Linked DNA regions of Lactuca sativa: regions 1 and 2 are each linked to region 3. A link is a contact called in public Hi-C data. All regions are on one chromosome and are shown on one strand. The core of a region is the stretch at or near the end of the contact, and the rest is flanking DNA. Distances in the headings are between cores, read along the strand shown.

Evidence for each region. A called contact is a pair of places that touch in the nucleus more often than the background predicts.
Region 1: a Hi-C map of seed shows a contact between it and region 3, with 3 times the contacts expected there. The contact joins the promoter of LOC111884885 here to the promoter of LOC111884887 in region 3. A contact is called at or near these places in 2 of 4 Hi-C or Micro-C datasets (leaf and seed).
Region 2: a contact with region 3 is called in a Hi-C map of seed, with 3 times the contacts expected there. The contact joins the promoter of LOC111903280 here to the promoter of LOC111884887 in region 3. A contact is called at or near these places in 3 of 4 Hi-C or Micro-C datasets (bud, leaf and seed).

What each region holds. Positions count from the first base shown.
Region 1 is chr8:222,591,443-222,595,915 of Lsat_Salinas_v11, reverse strand. It overlaps LOC111884885 (zinc finger protein CONSTANS-LIKE 5), which reads right to left and starts at 2,680. Exons shown (of 2, transcript XM_023881180.3): 1 at 2,039-2,680; 2 at 1,515-1,898. The coding sequence starts at 2,521. The coding sequence ends at 1,671.
Region 2 is chr8:222,295,503-222,300,504 of Lsat_Salinas_v11, reverse strand. LOC111903280 reads left to right here and starts at 1,437. Exons shown (of 2, transcript XM_023899064.3): 1 at 1,437-2,281; 2 at 4,981-5,002. The coding sequence starts at 1,584. The coding sequence ends at 2,270.
Region 3 is chr8:222,455,965-222,460,830 of Lsat_Salinas_v11, reverse strand. LOC111884887 (DNA polymerase II subunit B3-1) reads right to left here and starts at 2,046. Exons shown (of 1, transcript XM_023881182.3): 1 at 1,353-2,046. The coding sequence starts at 1,932. The coding sequence ends at 1,528.

The DNA of each region.
Region 1 (4,473 bases), core at 1,431-3,930, 130 kb before region 3:
AACAATCAAGGTATGTAAGCTAGCCCTAGTTTTATGTTGATTTCGAAATTTGTGGTTACATCCTAGGGTTTCTCCTTTTGTGTTCAAGTTTGCATGTTCAATTAGAGAAAACCTAAATCCAAAGTATTATGGTTGCATGCACACATATGAATTGTTGTTATGCTCAAAACCCATCAATTGTGGTTTTCACATTTGTTCTGATTTGCAAAGGCTAAAAAGAAGTGAGGATGTGGAGCATGGGAAGATGAACTTAATCATGGACAATAGGAGATCGTCACATGTTACCAAGATTGGCGTTTATTCTTTAATGCTTAGTAGTGGGTTATGTTTAGATTTAAACAATTGTTGCTACTCGTCATAGATGACGCGAAACATCATTTCATTTCATGCTTTATATAGACAAGGTTTTAGATATTCTTTTGATAATGAGAATGGATCTATTTATGCTTATAATAATGGTGTATTTTATGTTGAAGCTTTACCTTGTGATGGCATGTATGATACTGTGATGGTCGTAGACAATTTAGGTAATAATGTTCTTCAAATTGATTCGTCTAATGGCTTAGACAAAGCATGCTTGTGGCATTGTCGTCTTTGACATGTCAACAAGAAATGCATTGTCCAACTCCAAAATGATGGAGTGTTGGAATTGTTCAACTTAAGGTTAAATGATACATGCAAGTCTTGTTTACTTGGAAAGATGACTAAATCATCTTTCGCTGGCTCTTGTGAAAGATGTGAATGATTGTTGGATCTCATACACACAAATGTGTGTAGGCCCTTCAGATCCACCACAAGGGATCAAACCAATTCTATGTGGCTTTTACTGATGATTGTAGCAGATATTGATATATCTACTTAATCAAACATAAGTCAGAAATCTTTGAAAAATTCAAAGAGTTCAAACAAAAAGTCGACAATCAATTGAACAGGAAGATCAAGATGCTCAAATCTGATAGAGATGGTGTGTATCTTAGTATCGAGTTCCACGACTACCTCAAAAAATATGGAATAGTTTCGCAATTAAAACCACCTAAGACACCACAACTTAATGGTGTGGCTGAGAGACGCAATCGAAGTAGAGTATTTGTATTTGAATAAAAAAAATGGTGAAAAATATTGAAAGAAATTGTGATTTGATTTCAATACAACTAATAAATATATAACATATGCAAATTTCTCATAAACATATCTCTCGAATTGTTTTACGAAACTAAATGGTAATGATCTTACAGTTCTACATGCAAAACTGAAATTTACAATATATTCACGAAATCATTTTTTATCTACCAAAATTTTAACTAACCAAACATAAATCTTTTCATGAAACGATGATGATCTTGTGATAGAAGTTGTAAAGATAATCCTTTGATGTAATCTCTCTTATAGATTTGGGATTTTCGTGAAATAATAACAAACAAAACAAAAAAGTGAAATTGGCTTAATTTATACAAGCTCAAAACCCATTTTGTTAATGGAACAAAAATAATTAATGTACAAAAGCACAGAAAACATACAACTAATTAATATTCCCTGCTATTAAGTGTTTGTTAATAACAACAAATAAAGATATTGTTACGTTATCTGAACTGAGATTACTTTTTCTCCTCTATGTAAACATGTATTTATACTGTACTTACATAACATAGATATACAAGTATACAACTGATTTATGGCATCGAGTTTAAATCAAATTCAGCGATTCTCGTTGATTTACTCGTGCGGTTGACCGGAGAAGACATGTAGTCGCCGGATATTTTGTTACGTTGACGGATTCTCTTCAGCTTTCCGGCGGTTGAATCGGAGCTTGACTGAAACGAAGTTGTTTCGTCTTGTTCCGGAATCGGAGACGACGGCGTAAGGTGGTTTGTGTTCGCCGATGAACAATCGAAGTCATCCTGAATATAAAATAAACATCGTTATTATCAAAACTATTAATAGATCTAATTGAAATTTGCGAGATTTTGGGGGAATAAATATAAAAAAAAATCCACAATCAATCAACGAAATCACGACTATCAAAGGATAATTGTTGTACCTCAGAGGTAAGATTAAGATCTACAACATTCTGGCGTTTTCGCTTCATTGAAACGCCTCCGTCGGAAATCGATAAATCTCCGCTGGTAGATGAACTAGTTGCCGGTGGGAGCGGCGTCGATGACGACGGCGCAACGTGATTATCAATTTCATTCACTGAAACCTCTAATTCAAGCTTATCGGCATACACGCCTCCGTCGTATTCATCGTTACCTCCGACTTTCTCTTCTCCGTTGTCTTCATCGTCGGAAATATCTTCAACAACACACTTTGCACAGATCGACGCCGTGGAAGGGCAAAGTTTATCGCCGGAGGCAGTCCAAATCGTCGGAGACTGACATAGTTGGCAAAGAAGGCTCCTCGAATGCCTTGCTACAAGGAAGTTGGCTGAATGAACTTTCGCATCGCAGCTCCAACATAAGCTAGCCATGTCTGATTCACAGTATACTTTAGCCGTAGATTTGCAAAGCACACATCTCTTCATCTTCGTTTACAACTTCAGATCCTTAAAATTCTCTCTCGAAATCAAATACTTGAATAATGAATACTTGCGGTTGAACTTGAAGGAGAATATGGTGAGAACAAGAGAAAGATGATGTGATTTGTAAGCGAATAGCTATGACGAAACCACTTGCTCTCACCTGTTGAAACCACCCTGGTTTTCAATATATATAACGAAAATGCCACTCGATTAGAAAGTAATTCATCTATCATTTCAACTTTTGGAAAAGGTGATTATATAAAAATATCAGCCTTTGGTTTATTTTTTCTTTAAGTTTTAATTAATTTCAAAAATAAAATTGTAAGGTATAGAATTTTTTTGTTTTTCTAATAGGGTTAAATATATACATACTTAACTTTATTTCTGAAGTAATTTAACAAAACATTTTTGCATTAATTATACAACCATGTATTAATTAAGAAATTATTTTTATTGCAAAATTAATTAAAACTTGAAACATTATATGATTTTTTTTGAAGTAAATGTATTGTAATACACCAAAATTGTAGATTTCCTAATTATAACATGTTAGATAAATAAGAGGCTTTTGTAACCCTTTTAATGATTATCGTAAGATGCGGATTATGAATCGATCGGATTCAAAATATTATAAAATTTGTGCCAATGAATGAATCAAATCTGAATCAGTAAACATTAATATGTATTGAATGAAGATAAGATATGTTGTTCTTTTGCCCGGATACAATTGCTTCTATTTTCATTTTTTCTTCACATGCTTAAACATCTTAGCGACTCACGTCTGTCCTATCCTCGGACCTCTGACCTCCATCGCCAACGCCATATTGACCTTCTTTGGTGCCAATAACAACGTTGTTAATTTATTTATATTTTTGCTTTGAAGCAATGCCTCCAACAATCTATGTCTGCCATTGTGATTGCCTCCGAGCAAGTCATTGTAATTACGATTACATCCACTAGTGTTTTGGTGTTCATCTGTAATTGCCTTTAATTGATGCATTTATCTTATACGCTCATCGAAGCTTCTCTTACCGGGCAAATACTTCTTCTTTGTTCATCTAAAATTGCCTCAAATCGACACCTTCTTCTCTTACCAACGAGACATCTTATCTATTATTTATGTATAAATCAAAGAGAAACTTGAACTAAATTGTTTAAATTCAATGGAAATTGAAGTATTTATTATAAATCATATTTAACTAGAATTGTAGCTCAACCTCACTTATTGCACATTTTTTTTGTTTGTAGGCTGATTACGAATGCATTTTATGTATTTGATGAAATATGTAAGTTGGGAAATCATCACTAGTTTGAAGTCATATATTGCTTTAATAATCTTAAATGCTCTTAGTTTCATAACAACAATCGTGGACTTCTCATTGATGGTTTGTGTAATCAAGATCCAATTAGCACCATGAGATATTGTTGCCTTTTGATTTAAGATAATTTGAGTGAATTGTTGTGTTATTCTTGAATTCGATGATGAATCTTACTTTTGTATGTAAGTAGGAAAGCAATACCATTGTGAACCTTGTTTGTACACTTGAGAAAGATTTACATATTTGATTTGTTTTTATAATTACATATTTACAAGTTTAAGCTATAGGTATTTGAAAAACATAGGGTGAACCTTGTTTCTGCGGTAGAGAGATTTACCAATCTGATTTGTTTTATAAATTAAACATTTGTAAGTTTAAGATATAGATATTTAAAAAAACATAGAAAAATGGTTATTTTTTGCTTAAAAGAAAATAAAGATTTGTTGATTTTTGTTTTGTTTTTGCTTAAACGAAAATGATTTGTTGGCACTTTTATGTTTGTATGTGATGAATTTTAATTTTTAGATGGCTTGTGAATTTCTTAAATCAAAAGAGAATCGATTATTTTTTCATTCAATATAATTATTTAGCAAAAGATCAGACAACATATCATCGAAACATTAAAATGATTAATTT
Region 2 (5,002 bases), core at 188-2,687, 160 kb after region 3:
TATTGTTGGATGTAAACCATTATCATTTTAAAGATACAATTTTGGAACAATTTGTATAAAATACTTAAATTATTAATTTGAATATAACATTACATGGTCAACTTAACTATAAATTTTTGTTTAACTTAAACAACCCAAATAATATTTTGTAAATAGTTAAAAATGATTAATCGTAGTGTCTTTCTAATAATGATTATACGTTGGTTAATAAGGTTAAATAAATATCAAACCTAAAATGTAATCATAAATAGACTAAATTTCAATTTTAAAATAATGTCTTTATTTATACTTATAATGTTATGTCTTTAACTTTTAACATATTAGATTTAATATGTTGTTGTATGTAAACCATTATCAGTTTAAAGCTACAACTTTTGAACAGTTTGGACAAAATACTTAAATTGTTAATTTAAATATAACATTACAATGTCAACTTAAATATAAATTTCAGTTCCACTTAAAAAATCAAAGAATATTTTGTAAACAGTTAAAATTGATAAATTGTAATGATAAATACAAAAACTAAATTGTAATTTCAATTTAACTAAAATATTTCCTAAATATATTTTTATAATTTTTAAAAGTTTTCGAATAAGTAATTTAAAATAATTTACAATAAAAATAGTTAAAAATAACTTTATATAAATGATTATATTGTTACCTTTAAAATCAAAAAACATCAAACATTGTTTTAAATAATTATAATGATAAAAATTAAAACATTAAGCAAATAAATTTTAAAAAATTAATTAACAATAACAATACTTATAAATAACATTAAACCATATATTATATTTAATTCTATTGATGTATAACTCGCATGTATAAGTCATTCAAATGATTGCATTTATGTAGTTATAATAGATGTATATATTATAATATAATTCAAAATAATCAATATATTATATCAATTTAGTATACAAATTATTATATCAAATTTAACAACAACGTTAGTGCTATATTTAAAAAACATATGTTTATATAGACTTCCGCTATGTAGATGTTTCTGCGCAACGCACGGACATTCGTCTAGTATTTTATAATTTTAGACAGAAACTATGGAGATTTTGTCTACGGGAAATGACAAAATATAGATGTTAGATATATAATGTAAGTTGATATTATATTATTTTTTTTTGGTACATACATATTACGGATAACAAATTTTAATATATTTTATAATATTGATTGGACGAGATAACCATCGGAATAAAATATCAACTAACATTAAAAAGTTGATTTCGTTTGTAACCCATTAGTATCGTTAATTAGTAAATATATAAATAACTTAAGCTAACAAAGGCATATATAAAACAAACACTTATAACCACAAAGATACAATCATACAAAGCCTTAAAATTAATTAAATGCGGTTGAAATGTAAATAAACAAAACATATGTTGCTTATCTAACAAAACTTAAGAGTTTGAGGGCAGATCAGTGAAAATTGTGAAATTCGACAACTCTTATGATTCGAAGCATTTAACGAATCGGATGATTTCTTGTGAATCAACAATGGAGGTCACGATCTTCTTGTTCTTCTCCTTCACTCCATCTCTATCTAAGGATAAGAAACCCTAACAATGGAGAAACACATTCAAACCTTCCTAAACAAAATCTCATACTTAGCAATCACCATAGCCACATTCACTCTACTCCTCGTCTTCCTCTTCCAAACCCCACCAGAAACCTGCATCAACCCTAACCACAAACCTCATCCCCGATCCTCCTGTGACGCCGCTCACCGCCCAATCACCACCATCGAAAAGAAAAACCACCGTCTATGGTCCACCCACACCTGGCGGAAATCCGTCGATTCGTTCTCTGCAATCTTCAATGATCTCCGAACCCTAAAACACATCTCCAACCACACACACGCTCTAATCGTCTCCGCCGGTGGCGGTCAGGCCGTCATGTCGCTAAAGGAGATCGGATTACACGAAATCACCGGCGTTGAAGTGGTTGATTCTCCGCCTCTAGTGAGTAGAGCAGATCCACATAATTTGCCTTTTTTTGATGGGGTTTTCAATTTAGGGTTCAGTGCGCATTTGGATCTGGCATTATTTCCATCTAGGTACGTTAGGGAGCTTGAGAGAACTGTTGTGGTTGGAGGCGTAATTGTGGTTTGTATGGAGGAGTGTGGAAATGGTGAGATGAATGAAGCTCTGAAACTCTTCAGGAATTCAAAGTTTTCTCAAGCGAAAAATGTCACATTGATGGGATCTAAAATGACAATGATCATCATGAAAAGAATTAAATCTCGTTCTTGAAGATATTCGAGGTAATTTCTATGTAATTAATTACTGTAAATTATGTTTTGATCATTATGTTATATCTGTTGTAGATGATGATCTTCAATGTCTATATTACACCAACTACATTTAAATCCATTCAATTTTTTCTTTGCTTGATTATGAGCATTCATAACTTCTCTTTGATTTTTTTTTTCTTGATTAGAACAGATTTTCTTGTATTCATATGTTTCTCTATCAAGTTGTGTTTTTGTTAAGTTGTTTCTCTATCAAGCTGTTTTTTTTTCCTTTTTTTTTTCTATCTCTTAGATGATTTGTGATTCCGATTTTAGATGTGAATTAACACACTTATCTTGCCATCCTTATGTTTGAGAACGTATTTGAGCTATTATGATGGTTTGTTTGTTTACTATTAAAATAAATATAGATGTTGTTTTGGATTTTTCTCGTTAAGAAACAAGAAGAGGGTAACATGGTGTAAAGACTCAAAATTTTGATGAATTTGGAAGTTATCATCTTTAAATAAATGTGTTTAGGTTGATTTTTTTTTTCTAAAAATGAATAGTTTTAATATCCTTTTGCTAAGTGTCATTCTAATATAACTCCTTATTAATATTATGTATGTGTCATGTAGATATATTAGGCAACTAATTTCAAAATTCAAATTTATATTTTTTAATTATATGTTAAATTAAGTTATAATAACTTTAAAATTTTGATATATCTCTTAATTAATAATTTATTTAAAATGACTTATTTAAAATAACTGATTAATAATTATAAATTTTTATTATAAAAGTTTAATTAATTTTATAACCGTAGTTACTACGGGTTATAAACTAATATTTAATATTTATTAATTAATTGGTATTTGGTTATTTGCTTGGAGGGTGCCCTAGAATCGAGAATCCCAAATCAAAAACATGTCTAACACCTAATTCGATGTTTGCCTTTCCATCGTCTTATCCTTATTGGCTCCCCCCCTTCGTCTTGTCGGATACTTGACACCAGTGTCAGCAAACACGAGCTCCACCGTTGCCATTAGACGTCGCCCTTCCCCTTTCACCAACCCAACATCGCTGGCGAACCAGTCGATAATTTGTCATTTTGTCGCCAACATTGCTCCATATTCAGTGTAAATGCTTAAATGCTAACACGTAATTAATTCTAGAGAAGTGTATAACATGTATAAATTTAATATGTGAAATGTTAACTTAAAACCGATCCACTGACCCTGACCATTGACATGAAACTTGAAACTGATTTGCGAACCTGTATAATTAAACGGGGTATGCGATTTGTGTATGGGTTGATGTTTCCATTCCACGAATCTATGACTCGCCAACCTGCCAACCTCAATACATATATGAGTTGGGTTGGGTCAAAGTATTCTAAATCCGCGACCCGAGAACTCGAATTCGACCTAATTGCCACCCTATTGTTTGTCATGAGAAGAAGATTAAACATGAAAATTTCATTAACCACAAAATAGTTTAAAAGGTTAAAATGATGGTTTTTATCATTTAGCACAATCATTCAAATAACTAACCAAATAACATGTTTTAGTTTAAAAACAAATTTATTTGTGTCATCTGAATCAATGAACAAGTCAGATGTTGGTAAATGCCTTTTAGTGTTGTAACATTTCAAAAAACAAAATCCTCTTAATTTAAAATAATCGATGCGGTCTAGATTATTCTCTTTTGCCATACCCTCGATGATACGATGTTTTGCAAACTTTTCAATTGGTTGCAAAAAGTGTGGCAAATATTATGGTGTTTTGTTTATGAGTGAATGAAATTTTAGGCTTTCATGTCACACTACTCTTTCATGCATGAGGCGTTCTACTATAGTCAACGACAACTAAATAAGCTCATGTTTAAGAGTAGTATACATTTGTACTTGTTTATCTTTATCATTTTTCTTATAAAAAATGTACGAATAAATGTGAAATTACTTTTATTCTTCAATCTTAACTTGTATAGACATAAACATGCCATAATGTAAAAACTTAAAATTGGTTCATGACAAACATTACATTAATCATTTATCTCGGGCTTATGTTATTACTTTGATGTAACTTATAATTAGTAATTTTAACAATTTAGTTTAATTTATAATTTGTATTTACATCACCCAAATCATTTTTAAATTCCAAAATAATAATTTAGTTCAACAACCAAGCCGATTGTATAGACACCACTTTATAGATTATATCTACTAGAATTACATCTGAATTTTATAATTGAAGTAGGTGATGCAAAATAATGACTAATTGAACTTAACTAATTATAAATTAAACTAAACTAACTAAGGGGTCGTTTGATAGTTGTTGACTGAGTTAGAACTAACTGAGTTAGAAGCTGACGGGGTTAGGAATTCTGACTGAAACCATGTTGTTTGATTATGTATCTGACTGGCTATGCTGAATGATCAAAATGATCATTTTACCCTTTTGTTATTTTACAACACAATATGAATCTATTTAGTTATAACAATGTCATTTAATACAAAAGCAATTCTCACAATTACTATATAAGCATTTTTATTGAATGCTGAAAATGACCATTTTACCCTTTTAAAGTATATTAACATATAAACATTTTTTTGCTAAATTGCAAATATTCATCAAATCACAAAAAATCATTAGCACGATATTATTGATTTACAAACTGATTGAATTTCTACATAAACACAAACTAATCGAGTGTTTTTCCTTGTTTCAAAGCTATGAATAACAAGCCATTGGT
Region 3 (4,866 bases), core at 797-3,296:
TTTATTAAAAAAAAATCAAACCCAACTAAGCAATTTATAGAATTTTAATTTCAAATCTTTTTAAATTCATCCAAGCATCAAACATCAAATCAAACAACCCAAAGTTCTTTTAAATAAACAATTTTAATTCCAAATACCATGTGGCACCAACATATTTCATCATTGAAATCTTTCATTTACAAATAAAACAACTACAATCTACTTCTTCCAAATCAAGTACTCTATACACAAAAGAAAGGGAAAAAAAAACGAAATCTTTCTTTTACACATCAAACTACAATCTACTTTTTCATTTTCAAATACTCTATTTAACAAAAAACAAAATGAAAATAAAATATGATTAACAAAAAAAATGGAGGAACATGTTCTTATATAAGCAAATCAATGTATTTAATCATTCAATTATGTTGAAGAAGTTAAAAGTTATGTAATTACAAATAAATATGGTTAAAAACCAATTAAGTAGAAAAACTTGAAAAATGAAAATGCGAGGAGTTTCAAATCAATATAGTTGAAGATAATTAAAATAAATAAAAGAAAGAGGTAAAATATATTAAAAAGGGTTAACAAAAACATTTTTATTTATATGGGTCAAAGATCAAAACCTCAAGAAAATTGTAACTACATACACCATCCATGTCAAAGAAAAAGATAATAACCATTGTAAATATGTATCTTTATTGTATTGTTTTGTTCCACATTTATGTTTTTTTTATATCTCTATATTTACAATGATCTCGTTTGTATATAATGTTATGTTATGTGTTATATATCCTAGTTGTTATTGGTATTCCATTGTCGGCTTTGTATTTTCCATTAGTTACAATATTGTGTATAACTTTATTGTTAGCATTTCGATTCATCCCTAGAACATAACATTTGCATCCTTGATCAATGTTATTTTAATGCATTATGGTAGTTGTATTCTTTCTTTGATGTAAAGTTAACACACCATGGAGATTATTGTGTATTAAGATTCATTAAGATTCACATGTGATCTTCATATGGGTTTAGAATTTAAACTAATCTACATGGTTGATCATAAATAACGCTAATAAGCATATCATATTGATTCGCTATAACATAAGGTGTTTTTTAGCATTCAATATCTCATTTAAGAGATCAAAACAACATTTTTATACTTTTACTTTAGGGAAGAAAAAATCTGATAGAATTCAATTCGAATTGAAAGTGTAATTGGTTTGATCTTAAAAGTCAAAGGGTTGCTTCTTTTGGAAATTTGGCTATGGATACACAGAACTAATGAAAAATCTCTGAATTCTATCAGAAAAAAGACCCAAAACTAGAATTTCAATACATTTCATTACTAGGACATGATATCTGAAACTTAATTGATGAGAATCGAGCCATTGATAATCTGTAATGGAGCATTTTACAGTGATCTAGAAAGCGAATAAGGTTAATCAAGTAGAAATTTTAGTTTGTAAAGGAAGAGATACATACAGATCCGATAAGCGTAACTCGTTTTCTGGAGATAAAGCAAACACTGACAAGTTCTACTAAACCCTAAGGTTCTTTCTGGAAGAAACTGTCGATCCGACGAGTGCCAACAGGAACAGGGTTATTATCACTCCTTTTATGAGGTCGATCAGGTTTCGATGATGTCTGAGCCGCCGCTGGTGGCGGCGGCAATGGAAGTGAATCGAGAAGGAAATCAGCAGTCGGCTGGTGTCTCTTAACGGCGATTCGAAGGTGCTCCAGCTTTATTGTCTTCCTTTTCTTCTCAACTGCAACCTCCGATGATTTCTCGGCCAAGAACTTGACGAAAAGCTCGGTGGCGTTCGAGATTAGGAATAGGGCATCGGCGTTGATTTTGTTGATATCTTTGTCGAGTTTCATAATCCGTTTCACTCTGCCGGTTGGTATACTTGATTGGACGGTTTCTGTGTGAATCTCTTCACCTTCCGCCATTGATAACTGTAAATCTGTAGAGTGAAACAGGAGTTTTGGGCTACAGAATTTTGGGGAAGAAATTGTTTGGTTATTTAGGGTTTGATTTTGGCGGGAAGATGAAATGTTTTGGGCGCGGATTAATGGTCACGAAAAAGAACTTATCGAGAACTCTAATATATGAATAAAATGCATAATTAGCTCGGATTTAAAGAAAATATCAGCAAAGCCCCTCTAGTTTCATTGTTATTTTAAAGAGAGCCCTAACTAAAATCGAACCTTTTTTTTTGTAAACTCACTAAATATGTTATGTTATGTAGTACGAGTTTATGTTTATTTATGTTTGTTTATAGTTGTTTATATTGGATTATGTTTGTTTATATTCATTTGTGTTTGGCAGAGACGATCCAACCAGTTTGGAGGCTTTAAACGAATCAAAAATTTGAAGCTCTTTTCATTAGTATTATAATGTTATAAATTAAACCTTCCTCCTTTTGAAAATCCAACTTGGGTAATAAATATTTAAAAAATAATAATAATAAATAAATAAACCAAACCCCTATTAACCCTAATAGATTATAGATAGTCTAGTCGGAAAAAAAATAGTCAAGACTATTCTACAATCTACATCAAAGTTTAAAAAACATATTTCATTCTTCTTTTGTGCAGAAAATAAAAAAACAGATTTCTACATGACTACATCAAACTGATTTCTATTTTCTACATCAAACAAAACTGCATCAAAATAACAAAATTTATCAATTATCATAGATAATAGATTATCAGATTATCACAAATTCAAATTCATAGATAATTAGTTGTGGTGAAATAGAGAACTAGAGGAAGAATCGAAGAAGAACAATAGAACATACCTATTTAGAATTCAGCCTTTCAAGATTCAAGATTCTGGACAGGAATCACCAAATCAGTTGAGTTAATATTGACGCTTGACATCCTTTTCAAAAAAAATCAATCAACTTATCAAAAATCACCATGAAGAATATTAGAAGAATAATAGAGAATCAGAGAAGTAATGTTTTTTTGTGGTTCTGAGTAGAATCAAGAATGAAATCACTAATCAGTTAATTAGATTCAAAGGACATAAAAAGAAGAGGAAGTGAAGAACACTTGTTGAGTCGCGGAATTTGTGGTTCTAACTAATATGTTAATTATACTCATATGATAGAAAAAGAAGAAGAAGTGAAGAACAGTTGTTGAGTCACAGTTTCTACCGAATGTTTTCTGCCGATGTACATGAATGAAGAATCTGAATAAATAATCCCCAAATTTAATTTTAGGTTAAGGGGGGCCCTTAGAATTAGGGGACCTAAGCAAGGGCTTAATTTTTATTATAGTAAGGTCGGCCTTGTGTGTTGGTTATGTTTGTGACAATTCTTATTTTCCTAACAATTTTCAAAACACCACAGTATTTGCAACACTCGTTCCAGGTATGGTGTTATTTTCAAGTATATATGGCAATTTTCTTTGGAAACCATGATGTGGCGTCGAGTTCAGGGTCGCGGGATTTAATGAATCACTACGATGTGGTAGTGGCTGTTGGGGAAAACTTTAGATGTAACGCCCCATTTCTGGTATGTGATTTAAATAAAGTAATTTTCTTTTTCTTAAGGGGTACTCAACGAGTCAGTAGCCCGACTCGTTGAGTAGAGACGGGATTTGCATGCGGTTTAAGTTGGCTACTCGACGAGTCCATATTCTTGGACCCGACGAGTCTGCCAATCTGGATGAAACCCTAATTTCAAGGGTTTGCACCCTATTTAAACAACTCTATGCGCCCAAAATCAGCCTCCATCACCCTCAGAACGTCCCTTACTAAACCCTAGCCTTCCTTTAAGCATTCTTGGAGTATTTCTCATCTTGTGAAATATTTTGGTGCATTTTGGGGTTAGAAGAAGAAGAGAAGAGAGGGGTTTTCAAGAAGAGCAAAGAAGATCCGAGTTTCTTGTGTCATTCCAGTTCCCATTGAGGTATAAAGCTCGAATCTTTGCTTGTTATCATGTAGATCTCCTTAAAAGCTTGCTAGTGTTGTTTTCTAGCCATTTCTAGACATTGATGTCGATTTAAGAGTAGTTATGATGAATGGGCTTCAGATCTAAGCATTTCAGAACTCCTTAAGCTCAAGGTTGCCACCTTTATTGAGCTAAATTCCCATTCCAAACATAGATCTCCTCTTTTAGATATTTATTGGGCATTTAAGCTTCTTATGAGCATGCATGCACATAAAGTTAGAAACTTTATGTGTGAAACCAGTCCTAGGAACCCAGATCTATGAATTGGATGCACTGGAATCCAGCAAAATCGACTGTATAGTAATGGCATGTTTAGGACTCGACGAGTTGTTCTTCAGACTCGACAAGTCGAGTCGCGAGTCCCCGATTTTTCACCGTTTGAGAGTTTAGGGTGAATCAGTGAGTGAGAATGGACTCGGTGAGTTAGAGCTCAGATCTAGTAATGGAGGGACTCGTCCAGTCTACACGCTATCTCGGCAAGTCCGGTCAACTGAAAGTTGACTTTGACCAGGAAGTTGACTTTGAGCAAGGGTAAAATAGTCATTTTACCCCGAGGGCAGTTATCAGTACCTGATCTAGTGTTTTTGGGATTTGTAGCCGGAGAGTTCCGGAGCAACAGTCAGCTAGTTTCAGATTTAGCATCTCAGCAGCCAGCGTTACGAGGTGAGTTTTCTTCCAGTAGGAACGGGTCTACAGCCACAATGTCGACCCGTTTAGTTAGCAGTAGTTTCCGGACTTTGGTCTGATGCAGTAGTTCAGTGTGCTTGATGTCTTTGTGATTCAATCATGTCTTTGTGTTATGTGTTATGGACTTTGGTCAGATGCAGTATGCAGTATATGTGTTTATGCTAGTAGTTATGATTATGCTATGATATGTTCAGTCAGTTTCCGGACTTCGGTCTGATGCAGAGGGCAAGGCCCTGGT